Regions from separate parts of the Zea mays genome. Here regions 2 and 3 are each linked to region 1. A link is a contact called in public Hi-C data. All regions are on one chromosome and are shown on one strand. Each heading gives the region's core, a stretch centred on a gene start, on an enhancer-like site or on the middle of the called end of the contact. The rest is flanking DNA. Distances are from core to core; before and after follow the strand shown.

Region 1 (4,890 bases), core at 832-3,331:
CACTGTATGGTGGCACACCGGACAGTCCGGTGCGCCAGACTAGGGCACACTTCGGTAGTCTTTTGCTCTCTTTGTTTGAACCCTTTCTTGGTCTTTTCATTGGTTTGTTGTGAACCTTTGGCACCTGTAAAACTTATAATCTAGAGCAAACTAGTTAGTCCAATTATTTGTGTTGTGCAATTCAACCACCAAAATCAATTAGGAAAAGGTGTAAGCCTATTTCCCTTTCAGACGACATCATGCTCATGGCATCCACCGTCGATCTCCTATAGCGCACAATCATCGCCCTCCAAAGGGAGTTTGCAATGAAGGACCTGGGACCTCTCCATCACTTTATCGGCATCACCACCGAACGTTGGCCTCTGGGTCTCTTCCTGCACCAGCGCCAGTACACCATCGACATTCTGGAGCGAGCTGGCATGTCCAACTGCAAGCCCTGCTCCACGCCAGTCGACACACATGCGAAGCTCTCTGAGGACGATGGGCCCCCGGTCGCTGACGCGACGTCTTACCGGAGCTTGATAGGCGCGCTCCAGTACCTCACTTTCTCCCGGTCCGACATCGCCTACGTCGTTCAGCAGGTGTGCCTCCATATGCACACCCCACGGGAGCCCCATCTCACTGCTCTCAAGCGTATCCTATGCTACCTTTGTGGCTCCTACGATTACGACATCTCCTCCGACCATCCTCGACGTCGGAGCTTGTGGTCTACACCAACGCTGACTGGACCGGCTGCCCCGACACGCGCTGGTCCATCTCCGGTTATGTCGTGTTCCTGGGTGCCAAGCTCGTCTCCTGGACCGCCAAGCGGCAGCACGTCATCTCCTGCTCCAGCACAGAGGCCGAGTACCGCGTTGTGGCCGAGGCCTCCTGGATGCGCCAGCTCTTCCACGAGCTCCATAGCCCCCTTCAGCGTGCCACCCTCATCTACTGCGACAACGTCAACGCCATCTACCTCTCCACCAATCCCGTGCAACATCAGCGCACAAAGCATGTGGAGATCGACCTGCACTTCGTCTGGGAGTGAGTCGCTATAGGTGACGTTCGGATCTTCAGTATCCCCACCACGTTGCAGTTCACCGACATCTTCATCAAGGGATTACCGACGAGTGTATTCCTAGACTTTCGGTCCAGTCTTAACGTCTGTACAGGATGGAGTTGTGACTGCGGGGAGTGTTATAATTGTATTAGGGTTTGGCAGTCTTCCCTATGTATTTTACCCTCTCGCCCCTCTGTAATGGGCCAGACCCAATACCAAGTCTATTAATACATATCCCCACCCTATTCTAGGGTTAGAGTTTTCCAATAGGGTCTACTCGAGACAAATGCTTCTCGTTTAGATGACGTTGGACGTCTTTACTCTATATAAAATGCATTATCCTTCACTTGCATGAGGGTTAGAACCTTAGTTATTTTTTCTATATTCATGCTCACCTAAACAACATAAATCATATTTTTTGGATTCTATTAAAACAAAATCTATCCGTATGATATAGAAACAATGCACGGTCCTCTTACTGTTATTATAATTTCTCGTTACAAATGTTGCTTTAGCATAGGAATTGAGTCGATCAGCTCTCCTATTGGATTGGAGAGACTTTTCCTTTGGTTGGCGTTATAGATACGTGTAAGCTACCGGCCCACTAGTACATATTACGCACATGGAAACACAGAATCTATAATCAACAATTTTTGTGGGAGGAAACATCGCATCAGGGCAATAGGGCCTGCTTGCGTGTAAACCAGTGGGCCGTTGCCGGGCTGTGCGACTCGATGGCTTATTATTGGCTTTGCATCTGATGTCGCCATGTCGGAGCCGGGGCGGGCGCCAACGCACGCGTCAGCCGCCAGGTAGGCAGATATAACGAGGCGGCACCCCGATTCCCGAGCCGTGCCCGGCGTGCGATAGCCATTCGTATCCCCGGCCCCGGGGCGGCCACACCCCCGGCCCCGCTCCGAAGAATCGCAGTCGCAGCCCGCACGGCCGCACCGCACCACTCCCGCACTTCCGCGCGGCGCGAACTCGGCTTATCGACACCACCACGGCACCGCTACAGCCTACAGCTCGAGAGAGGAGGGGAAAAAAATCTCAGCCACCACCGGCAGCCGCGGGAGCTTCGCGTGCGCCGCTTGCTCACTGCCCGCACACGTACGCCAGAACCCCTCTCTCCCCCCTCCTTCTGCAGCCATGCTCCTCCACCTGCTTCCGCTCTCCTGCCCCGCGCCGCCGTTCCACCTGCGCAGGACCGGCGGCTCGCCGCGGACGCCGCGGGTCCGGGCCGGCGACAGGACCAGGACACGGGGGTTCCGGGGGACGGACGTGGAGCCGGAGACAGCTCCGCGAAGGCGCCGCGGCCGCGATGGCGACGATCCTCAAGCGGCTGGGAGCGGTGGAGACACCGGGGCGCTGCTGGCGTCGGTCAGGAGGCTTCTGCTCTCCGAGGCGCCTGCGGCGGCGGAGGGAGACAGTGAGGAGGAGGAGCAGGGACAGTTCCCCAAGCGTTGGGCCATCGTCTTCCTCTGCTTCTCCGCATTTCTACTCTGCAACATGGACCGCGTACGTGTCACTGCTTGTGTGCTACGTACGACCCCACGCTTGCATGGTAGTGCCCAGTGCCCACAGGGCCACAACCGATCAAGCCAGTAGGATCCATGCTCTAGAATCTGGCACTAACTTGAATTTGACTGTTCTGAGTGCTTGCCTTGAGTGAGATGGGGTGTTCAATGTCCCATTAGCCCTGCAGATTTTCTCTCTTGGAGACTTGGATGGTGTCCTTGCTGAGAGGTGATTCTACTCTTCAGATAACCAAGTGCCTTGGTGAATCAACCACCCATTGTAACTAGTGTGCACAACTCGTTGTCTTGTTCATCTTTCGTGGCATCTACAAGACTACAAGTCCCCAACCCATTCCAGCCCCTGCTGCCATATATACAATACTTCTAGTCATATGTACCTGTTATCACTAACACGGTAACACCAACTGGAAAACATGTAGCAGTTGTTTCCAAGGAGTGCATGAACTGTAGTGTCACTTTGTTTGTGAGGCATTTATATTACCATCATTTGCAGGTAAATATGAGCATTGCTATTCTGCCTATGTCCGCAGAGTTTGGTTGGAACCCACAGACTGTTGGTCTCATCCAGTCATCTTTCTTCTGGGGCTACCTCCTAACTCAGGTTGGTAACATAAATTCTTGCTTCGCGCGAGAACTCTGCATTAGGAATAGAAACACAAATGTTATTGTATGATTCTATCCCCGTTTTCATCGCAGATAGCTGGAGGGATATGGGCAGATACTGTTGGAGGAAAGACTGTCCTTGGTTTTGGTGTGGTTTGGTGGTCCATAGCTACAGCTCTTACTCCTGTTGCAGCACATCTTGGCTTGCCATTTCTTCTTGTTGTGCGGGCTTTCATGGGAATTGGTGAGGTAAGCATTGATTCTTACTGATTTACGGTTACTTGCCAACTCCTCTATCATCCAAGTTTATAAACTTGTTGATGGTATGAATGCTGGTAGATTCAATGTAGAGTGATTTCCCCTAGGCTTCTTCCTTTTGCCTGAAGGAATTACCTTTTGCTTCCTTAGAATGATTGTTGTGTTTAAATTAGTAGTTGTAGATCTTTGAAAATATAGATTCACAAGGAGCTATGCACTCCAATAGTCCTGTTCTCTCACCGTTGAGAAGTCATCCTACCCTTACCCAGCTATGACAATTGGCGAACTTCTTTGAGTTGCTTAAACCTGCATGTTTTTTTATTGATATCATCGATACACCTTTCTGATAAAACATATACACTCTTGCCTCAGGGGGTTGCAATGCCTGCAATGAACAATATTCTTTCGAAATGGGTTCCTGTATCAGAGAGGAGCAGATCATTGTCTCTTGTGTACAGTGGAATGTACCTTGGGTCAGTTACAGGACTTGCATTTTCCCCCTTGCTGATACATAAGTTCGGTTGGCCATCAGTCTTCTTTTCATTTGGATCCCTAGGGCTTGTTTGGTTCACGACATGGGCAACCAAGGTATGCTTATCTTCAGGTGTTGCTTTATATACACGAAATTATTCCAGTGGTGCAAATATTGTCCCCTGGTCTCATTGTATTATCTTTGAATTTTATTGCACTTTTCTTTTCAAGGCATATAGTTCCCCACTTGAAGATCCTGGAATCAGCGCTGCAGAAAAGAAGCTTATTGCTAGTCAGAGCACAGCAGGCGAACCTGTTAAAACAATTCCATGGAGATTAATACTATCAAAACCACCTGTTTGGGCACTTATAGTTTCTCATTTCTGCCATAACTGGGGAACTTTCATTTTGCTCACATGGATGCCCACATACTACAATCAGGTAACACTAAACATCAAACTTTCAACCTGGATATCATGAACTTTTACCATTCGTGCATTAAAAAGTTGCTTTGAAAATAGGTTCTGAAATTCAACCTCATGGAATCTGGCCTTATCTGTGTTCTTCCCTGGTTCACCATGGCGGTTTCTGCAAATGTTGGTGGTTGGATTGCAGACACACTTGTCAGCAGAGGAGTATCTGTGACAACTGTTCGTAAGGTAAAGTGTTCCCTTGTCGCCAACTTCATAAAATTAGGCACCAGATTTTAGAAAAATCCTGAATTTACACTCCACATGGAACCATCAAACTGAAACTGTATGATGAATAAAGTGAGTAGTCACTATGCATTCTGAGTGATGAAATTTCATCCAGTGGCCTGATGAAATTTCATTTTCTCACGCATAGATTTCTCTTTCCACTATGTCATATGTATTTTCATGTTTGACAGATCATGCAATCAATCGGATTCTTGGGGCCAGCATTTTTTCTTACTCAACTAAGCCATGTTAATTCGCCTGCCATGGCGGTGTTGTGCATGGC
Region 2 (4,890 bases), core at 1,380-3,879, 220 kb after region 1:
TCCTTCCTCTTGGTGCGGGACTCTTCCGATGAAGTGCTCCCGTGGCTTGTAGTGGGTTTTTCGCCGGTCTCCATCTCCTTCTTGGCGTGATCTCCCGACATCACTTCGAGCGGTTAGGCTCTAATGAAGCACCGTGCTCTGATACCAATTGAAAGACGCCTAGAGGGGGGGTGAATAGGGCGAAACTGAAATTCTCAAAAATAATCACAACTACAAGTCGGGTTAGCGTTAGAAATATAAACGAGTCCACGAGAGAGGGAGCAAAACAAATCGCAAGCAAATGAAGAGTGTGACACGCGGATTTGTTTTACCGAGGTTCGGTTCTTGCAAACCTACTCCCCGTTGAGGAGGCCACAAAGGTCGGGTCTCTTTCAACCCTTCCCTCTCTCAAACGGTCCCTCGGACCGAGTGAGCTTCTCTTCTCAAATCACTTGGGAATCAAACTTCCCGCAAGGGCCACCACACAATTGGTGCCTCTTGCCTCAATTACAAGTGAGTGTTTGATCACAAGAAAGAATCAAGAAAGAAAAGAAGCGATCCAAGCGCAAGAGCTCAAATGAACACTACAAATCACTCTCTCTAGTCACTAGGGTTTTGAATGGGATTGGGAGAGGATTTGATCTCTTGTTGGTGTGCTTTGCAATGAATGCTAGCTCTTGTATAGTGGTTGGAAGCTGGAAAACTTGGATGCTATGAATGGTGGGGTGGTTGGGGTATTTATAGCCCCAACCACCAACTTGACCGTTGGTGGAGGCCGTCTGTTTGATGGCGCACCGGACAGTCCGGTGCACACCGGACAGTCCGGTGCCCCCTGCCACGTCATCACTGCCGTTGGATTCTGACCGTTGGAACTTCTGACTTGTGGGCCCGCCTGGGTGTCCGGTGCACACCGGACAGGTACTGTTTGCTGTCCGGTGTGCCAGTATGGGCGCGCCTGACTTCTGCGCGCGCAGAGCGCGCATTAAATGCGCGGCAGAGAGCCGTTGGCGCGGAGATAGCCGTTGCTCCGGAGTCGCACCGGACAGTCCGGTGCACACCGGACAGTCCGGTGCACACCGGACAGTCCGGTGAATTATAGCGAACTATCCGTTGGAGTTTTCCCGAAGCTGGCGAGTTCCTGAGGCCGCTCCTCCTTGGCGCACCGGACACTGTCCGGTGTACACCGGACAGTCCGGTGAATTATAGCGCGAGTGCCTCTGGAAATTCCCGAAGGTGACGAGTTGGCGTTGGAGTCCTCTGGTGCACCGGACATGTCCGGTGGTGCACCGGACACTGTCCGGTGGCGCACCGGACAGTCCGGTGCGCCAAACCAGAGGTGCCTTTGGTTGGCCCTTTGCTCCTTTGTTGAATCCAAAATTTGATCTTTTTATTGGCTGAGTGTGAACCTTTAACACCTGTATAATCTATACACTTGGGCAAACTGGTTAGTCCAATAAATTTGTGTTGGGCAATTCAACCACCAAAATTAATTAGGGACTAGGTGTAAGCCTAATTCCCTTTCAGAATGGCCCACTCCATAGAGTTGTTGGGAAACATCCTCTTCTTCGAGGTTCATATGAATTTTTTCTTTAGAGACTGAATTCTTCAAATTTTGTATGTTTTCCTTCACTCCAAAAGGGTCTCGAGTTTATGGAAACAAAAAAATGATTTATGAATTATGAATAAGGTTATTAGAAAGGAATTGGTCATTAGTTAGAACCGTTCATGGCTATATATTAAACTTAACATTCATATTTATTTTGAAGTTATATACATAATGTTACTTTACAAAGTTAATTTTCAGTACTTGAGATATTCCTTGGATCTTTTTTGGCTTAAGACATCCTTAAGGTGGATCAACGCATAAGCACAACTTTTAGCTCCTATTCTCACACACCAGGAATGTACTAAGAGGGTGTTTGGATACCTAAACTAAACTTTAGTCATGGTTTTGGATGTCAATTAGAAGAAGTAAATATGAACTATTCATGAACTAATATAGAATGAATGATGGTTAAAACTCATTATATTTTTCACCAATCCATATTTAATCTATTGTCCCACCATATATTAGACTTTAGTTAAATGATCCAAACACATCTTAAGTCCAAGTTAAAATTAAAATTTTAAAATTATCACACATCTATAACTTAAATTAGAGGTCATCAAAGGTCTATCGAAAAAGAAGATAGAATGTTTATGAACAAAATATCAATTTACTTAGTCATCCATATGTGTAATGATCGTTAAGAGTACAAAATATAGAAGATGTTTGATTTCTTTAGTCAACCTTCTAAATTTTAGGAAGCGAAATTTAGTCTTTAGAAATTCTATTTGAAAGACCTATTTTAGTCACTAGTTTATTATTTTAGTGACTAAGCTTTAGTCACTAAAGTTTATGAAGTGGAAACCAAATACCCTAATAATCTTGCCTATTAGTTTATGATTCTTATCACATACATGGAGAGAGCAATACAAGTTTTATGCACACACAACGACACAATGATCGAAACGAGTGCTTCCGTATCAATGAGTCATTGAGCATGTGGAAGCAAGGCTCAACCATTTCCAAGGGGAAAAAAAAGACGAAGGCTCAACACACCGATTCCTGTGTACACTTCGCGTGTAGCGGTAGCGTCGGGCGCCCTCACCGCGGTGATATCTAAAAATCGCACCCGCAGGCCGCACCGCAGTCGTCACCAAACAGCGCCGCGCTCCGCATTGCGCTAGGGTTTTAGAACTCTTCCTCCGGTCCTCCCCGTTATCCCTCCAAAAGGCAGCGCCCGCTAGGGTTTTAGCCGCCGCCTCCTTCCCTCTCCTCCTCCACGTCTCCTCAACAGCCGCTGCCACCCGGAGCCTTCCCGCAGCGACGCCATGTGGGCTCTTCGCCGAGCTGGCAACCCCCTCAGGTAGTGATGCTCCCGGCCGCTGGTTATCCGACTAGGTCTCTTATTGTCACCCCCCCTGCATCCGTCGTTTTAACGGCGGCCTATTTGATCCGCATGGGGATGCTTATTCGCTATGCTTGTTGCGTCGCAGCGCCCTCTGCACCCCGAAATGTTTGATCCCCTGTTAGGCTGTTAGTTGGTCGCGATTGCTTGGAACACACGGGTATAGCATTTTTTAGGGGTTAAAGTTAAATATTTTGTTCAATTGTTCATTATCATGTTGAGATTATTGGTATCACTTGACACTATGTTGGATGTATTGTGTTTCTGCGCCGATTTAAGGATAGCTATATCTATGTAATTGCCAAGACATAGAGTGAATCATCTGTATCTGTTATGATTTCTTCTATTTTATTGTCTATAGTTTGTTTATATATTGTGGGAATTTGCTACTACGAGTGCGTCAGATGTTTTTAATGAGAAGAGCAATTTCTGATACTTGTATGTTCAACTTCACAGTTAATTGCCTGTTCATCTTTCATGTTTTTTTATTAGCATGTGAATGCATGTTTTTCTAGCATCATGTGAATGCATGCTCAGGATCGCCCTTCTATTGTATGTTGTGCATCCAATATATTCTAATAATTGTCTGCAGATTTGGCTAACTCTTGGTTCTGCTTCAGGTTCCGTGCCCAAAAAGTTGCAAGTGCCCATGTCTGTGCGAGTCTTGAGGTGCTGCTAGCTGCTGATGCAAAGAATGTAGAAGAGCACCATGAGGCAGACTGCCAGAAAATGTGCTGCTGTCATAAACCAAGGTCACCAGCCTTTCAATTGTCATTTTCATCTGGCCAGTTTGCTTGCAGTAGGGGTTTCTCCTCTCAGCCAGGTGCAAATTCTGGTGACAAAGCTGATGAGTTAGAGGACGGATTTTCTGATCTCGAGGTTCCACCAGCAGCTGTTCAAAACGATGACGGGTTGGCATCTGAAGATAGTTCTGATGAGGATGCTGCTGACGAATTTGGCTTGCCTGATGTGGATGCTGATGCAAAACCTGAGAAGGAGCACACTAGAAGATTATCTGATTCTATTCTCCTCAAGACATTATCTGATTCTATTCTCCTCAAGACTGTGTTGGAAGCTCCGAGGCATCAAGTCACTTCAGCACTTGAGAAATGGGCAAAGGATGGCAATGCATTTGATAGGGGTGAACTCTATTATGTTCTTCTTAATCTTCGAAAGCGGCATTGGTACTCCAAAGCCTTGGAGGTATTTAACATATAATTTACTGAGAGGTAGTTTTATACTTAAATTGGGTGCAAATATTTAGTATGTGGGATTGGAGGTGCTTAACCAAGAGGTGGATCTATATATTTTTTAAGAACACTTAGTATGCTGGATAATATGTGAAACAAACAATATGCATTACTCTTTAGCTTGTAATAGCCTGCTCAATATAAAAATAAGTATTTAGCCAGCAGCTTAGAAGCATGTTTGCTTTGTGACCCTGGAAACCTGCTAAGGCACAGGCAGGTGCTCCCAGGCACATGATTTGCTGAGCCTTTGGGGTCTGAGTTACTGCCTTGCTGCTCACCTGCCTGGCAGGCAGCATCCAAACAGGCCCCTAATGCTGAAATGTAGTTTTTAAGGTAAAAACAGGTAAATTACTTAACATGCAGATTTTTTCCCTGTACTTATTTTTAAACATCTTACAGAGGGTAAAGACAAGAAAGGTGCAAAGATACTTAAGTAAAAGCTTAGAAGGGGTTGGCTAAAATGTTGCATTATGTGAAAGCATAGCATGATAATCCCAGATCATATGAATGATATGTAAACTGCATCTTTTCTGGTGTATCTGTGATTCTGTATAGTTCTAAGTAATGCTTTGGTCTTTTGTTTTGTTTATTGCAAAAGGCTATTTGTTGCTTTCTGCTCAGTATAACTTTGTTAACTCATTTTTCTAACTATTTTTTTTCCTTTATACTTAATTATGTAGTCTTTCTTTGCATTTCTAATCTACCTCTAT
Region 3 (4,890 bases), core at 994-3,493, 170 kb before region 1:
TTACCTCCTATATTAGATTGGGTTTGGTTTACTCAATGTTCACCAGGCTGATAAATACACTTTAGCATTCATACTGTCACAGGAACAGGAAAAACATATGAGACAGAATAGAGAGAATGTTAAATAAATCGAATTCTCACTTACCATTCAGCTTTTTCAGGCTCCATACTGACTACTTGATCAAAACCAGCAAGTGCACCCTCTGGGTCTGTCTCAACCAAACCTGCAGAAAGATAGTAATAGCATTTACTATTTTGTATTCCTTTAACCTCACAATTTATGCATACTTCAGTCTAGTCACACAGATCAAAGAATAGCTACTGTTCCATGAACTAAAAGAGGAAGGACTACCTGTATAACTAACATCTGACTTCTAATAAAAACAAGCCTGTTAGACATTTTGAGAAAATGCTGCTGTAGATCAAGTTCATTAGTTACAAGAAACTGCAGATTGCAGAAAATATGAATTTAGGGCTGACTCCCACAATCTTCATATAATTTATAAGTTATGACTAACAAACCTCTATATGACATGGACATCTATGAGCTATGTAACACTTTACATGGAAAAATATATAGATCTAAGGAACAAAATAGATCTAGATTGTACATAAATCTTGCATATAGAAGCAATTCGTGAAATTAGTGGCATGCAACTGGTATTGAAGGCTAGGTAGTCACACATTAATCCTTGAAGCAGAAAGGGCCAAAGGTCCCAGAATCATCGCCTAAATTATTTACCCATCACACTCATAATTTCTATTCTAGAATGTCCAATGTCATAAATGAATTAACTTATGACAATAAAAAAGCTTCCTCGCACATAGGTAGGATAGTGTTTCAAATCAGATGCAAAAACAATGAGATGAAGCCATGAAGGCATGAAGCATGTGACAGAATCTGACTGAAACTGAACTAACTAAAGCACTGAAAAATTATGTTGGTTACTTGATCATTTTCATGCTTCAAAATACGCATGAAGCCATGACATTACTAATGTCTAAATTGTGGTGTAACTCTTAAAAGTGTTCCCCTAGGCAGTCATCAAGCCTAGCTAGCCAATTTTTTCCACGTAGGCAACCACCTAGGCCCACCTATTGCCAATCATATGCTAGTCCAGCTGCCTGACTAAATGCTCATGGAGAGAGTGATTTTTTGGTAACAAACAGAAACAGATGTCATGTATTTGGTGTTCCTGTGCAGTAGCTTTGTTTAGTTGTGTATGTATAAATAAAAATTCTGCATGGAAACAAATTTTAATTGTTATGGGGTGTTTGGTTTCTACGGACTAATTTTTAGTCCCTTCATTTTATTCCATTTTAGTCCCTATATTGTCAAATACGGAAACTAAAACAGATAGCTACAGAGGAGACGGTAGCACTAAAAGAGCACGAGGGCACCTTGCTTAGTTAGCACATAATGTTGGTGCCTCCTTGTTAAGAGTTGTGTGCCACCATACAAAGAAAACTCGAACGAACAACAAACGGGCGAATGCGACCCCGCCAGCATCCGCCCTTAATTGATTTGCCTTTATATCACCAGCGACAAGTGTGGCCGTGTGTGTAAGGCTATAAGCATGTCTTCAACCTCCTCATCTTGATCTGCCCTCAAAAGAAATTAACTTTCCCCCACCAAAGAAATGAGGCATAGCTAAATTAGCAAGAGCATAAAAAATGACTAGCATAGTCCGGTCGCGCTAGTTTCTGACTTTCTGAGAAATCACCCGACTCGCAAGTCGAAGGAGAACAAGACCGAACCTTTAGAGTTGTAATACTGGTTCTCGATATCGACATCCTGCTCCTCCGGCTCCTCGTCTGAGTACTCGAACCCGTAGTCCTCCATATCCGCATCTAATCACCATAACATCCATGATCAAGAAAAAAAATTCTCCGCAAGAGAACAAGCCACAAATAATAGAGAATTTAGCCCACGAGTCGGAGGGATCGGATTACCTGAGCCCATGGTAGCGGCGACGGGAGCTAAACGGGGACACGAGCGCTAGGGTTTGATGGAGGTAAGGGTTTTGTGCCTTCGTTGCGCCTCGCGGAGAACAGATGGGAGTATGGGACAACAAACGACAGAGGACTGGAAATCGGGAAGCAAGAACAATTTTTTCAGTTTGGGCTAGGTCTGGAAACCAGACCCCGGCTCGACTCAACCCAAGCTCGGCTCATCTATTTCACGAGCTTATCGCGGTTCACCACGATAGCATTTATGCACATCCTTAAGATAACGCTCAAACTGCTCGCGCGTTAGCGATTCGTATCTCATATAGTTCATATTTTTATTTTGTGTCTTCTTGCAGGTTGGATTTATTTAGTTTGAGACATGTAAGGACTTCTCCGGAGAGGTATTATCTTAAGTTCTGTTCTGTCGGCACCATTGTTATCTGTCTCTTAATAGTAGAGGATCGCCGACGCCCTGTCTTTGAAGTATGTAAGAGACCTGGTTGGTATCTTTATGTAGATTGGAAATGTGCTTGTATACTTTACAGATGAATACCTTAGCATTCCGGGGTGTTAGCTTTCCTTGGTTGCTCGGCTGAAAACCATATTCTGTTATATATAATTGTATTAATAAATTATTAATATATAAATATAAAAAATATATAGATATCATTCATCATTATAAATAATCTAGATTGTAAATTGTCATATATCTATCATAAAAAGCTAAGGAATAAACTAACTATTTATAAAATTATCTAGCATCCATTATTATTCTACATATTAAGTAATTTGGTATATCTCGCGAGTCGGTTCAGCTCGCTACGACAATGAGTCTAAAAGGGTGGCTTGGCTCGCTCGCTCCTTGAACTTATTTTTCAGTCCTAATTTGAGGTGTTGTAAAAAAAATCAGGTTCGAAGGCCGTGTCATTCGGTTGTTCGTGCTTAGGAGTATTCTATTTCGGTATTTTTTTTCTTTTTCTTTGTTCCATTTCATATTTTACATATTTTTAAAATTTAGGGTTAGACCGAACCAATGCATATACGCAATGCACATAACTTTTTTGTCTTGCCGAAGATACTGTTTACATGAAAACAGCCTTCCACAATAGGCAATGCAAACGCACGATGTATTTTGCGTGGCGAGGAGCCAAAAATGCACATCCTCTCACGATACATATTAGTCAACGGTACACGAGAGAGAAACCCTATTGTGTGAACACGATAAACATACTGTGTGAACGCAATAAATATGTTGTTTTTTATTTAGGGTGTTAAGACTGATCCCAACTGCGCAAGGCAAATGAACCAAGCAAACCTACTATATGCGTTAGTGGGTAGTGGACACGCAAAAATGAAGAGACATCAACAGACAATGCATGTGTGATGCATTAGGCTGTCTCCAGCAACGTCCTCTATATTCATTCTATATATCCGTTCTTTACAGTCTCCTCTAAAAGATTTCATCCGCTATATATCTTTTCTCTCCAATAACGTCCTCTAAATCACGTTCTCTATACTCAAATATCTATATTAGAGACATTTTTATTTTTATTTTTTGTACATACATATTTGTCATACTCTCAAATGTATTATACATATTTCAGTTTTGCTAAACCGGTTATTTAAAGTATTCAAATGGATAAAGGACCGTTTAGAGAAACTATATATATAAAGAAACCAGCAGCGCCCTCTAAATTTAGAGGACCGTTTAGAGGACGCTGCTGGAGAGCGTAGAGGACCATTTGATACTCTATATTTAGGATACAGAACCCTAAGAGGGTGATACTAAATTTTGGTCTCACTGTATGTCTGTATCAGATGTTTTAGTCTCACCGCATCGGATGTTTGATATTAGTTATACGTATTAAATATAATCTATTTATAAAACTAATTACACGCATGAGAACTAAATAGTAAGTGGAGTCTATTAATGCTAATTAGTCCATGTTTTGCTCATGTAATGGTACAGTGAATATTTGCTTATCATAGATGAATTAGGCTTAATAAATTTCATTGTTTAGCATTTATCTATATAATCTCTACTACTTATTAAGTAAGCAATAGTAGTCTGCCTCTGACGCGTTCTGCCGTTCTGCCGTTCTGCCGTCGTTAGTCCCGCGCAACAAAATAAACAGTACATGCACAGGTTTATACACCACGTTCCGTTCCATCTCTCTCAGTAAGCAACATAGAATCCACAGCTGCCCTTATAAGCCATGTTCCTTCACTCTCAATGCCCGATGTGGCACTAATAAAATAAATGGCACGCGCCTGTGGCATTTTTTCGTGCGGCCCAATGAATTTTGTGGATCTAAGGCCCATTCAATCGTCCAGCCCACAGAGGGAGCGTGCGCGTGACCTAGCCTCCTCCACCACGGCCGCCGGCGGCTCCAGTACGCGCGCCTTCTTACTGAGCTGGTGTTCTACTCCCTCGCAAGCGGCGGAGGCCAACCTCGTAGAAAACTGGAGCAAACCCTCGCCGCTGAACCCTCCAGCCCGCTCCACCACTACAACCTTGTAGGTTTTGTTGTCCACTGCATTGAGCCCGTGGTCGCGCCCGCGCTTCTCCGTTGCGCCTAATCACCTGCTGGTTGGTCCTGCCGTCCTGCGCGTGCAGGGCGTCTTCCTATGGGACCGCGCCGAGGCAGAGCAGGAGGGTGATGGGGAAGAGGCGCGGAAGCTCCGCGCGGAAGCGTCAGAGCATTTTCTCGCGGCAGCCAAGCTGAACCCCAACGATGGCGTCCCCTTCCGCTTCCTTGGCCACCACTATGCGCGCGGCGGTGACAATCAACGAGCGGTCAAGTGCTATCACCGTGCCGTGACCCTCAACCCTGACGACTCTGAGGCTGGGGTATGTGTGGGAATATGTATATTCATATGCCCAATGTATTCGCCGGTCTGCTTGTGCTGGATTCTAATGTGTTTTCCCCTTTATTTCTAG

Evidence for each region. A called contact is a pair of places that touch in the nucleus more often than the background predicts.
Region 2: a Hi-C map of ear shows a contact between it and region 1, with 4 times the contacts expected there. The contact joins the promoter of LOC100281211 here to the promoter of LOC100281620 in region 1. A contact is called at or near these places in 6 of 25 Hi-C or Micro-C datasets (ear, endosperm, leaf and 2 more) and 1 of 3 datasets of contacts at active chromatin or transcription factors (leaf).
Region 3: a contact with region 1 is called in a Hi-C map of leaf, with 4 times the contacts expected there. The contact joins the promoter of LOC103634653 here to the promoter of LOC100281620 in region 1. A contact is called at or near these places in 4 of 25 Hi-C or Micro-C datasets (bundle sheath, endosperm, leaf and 1 more).

What each region holds. Positions count from the first base shown.
Region 1 is chr8:2,054,153-2,059,042 of Zm-B73-REFERENCE-NAM-5.0, reverse strand. It overlaps LOC100281620 (sialin), which reads left to right and starts at 2,081. Exons shown (of 10, transcript NM_001370725.1): 1 at 2,081-2,557; 2 at 3,071-3,178; 3 at 3,274-3,429; 4 at 3,811-4,026; 5 at 4,141-4,350; 6 at 4,431-4,568; 7 at 4,799-4,890. The coding sequence starts at 2,189.
Region 2 is chr8:1,830,857-1,835,746 of Zm-B73-REFERENCE-NAM-5.0, reverse strand. LOC100281211 (DNA-binding protein) reads left to right here and starts at 2,629. Exons shown (of 3, transcript NM_001154130.2): 1 at 2,629-2,888; 2 at 3,551-4,133. The coding sequence starts at 2,854.
Region 3 is chr8:2,223,552-2,228,441 of Zm-B73-REFERENCE-NAM-5.0, reverse strand. LOC103634653 (COP9 signalosome complex subunit 2) reads right to left here and starts at 2,243. Exons shown (of 12, transcript XM_008657255.3): 1 at 1,953-2,243; 2 at 1,758-1,850; 3 at 145-223. The coding sequence starts at 1,962.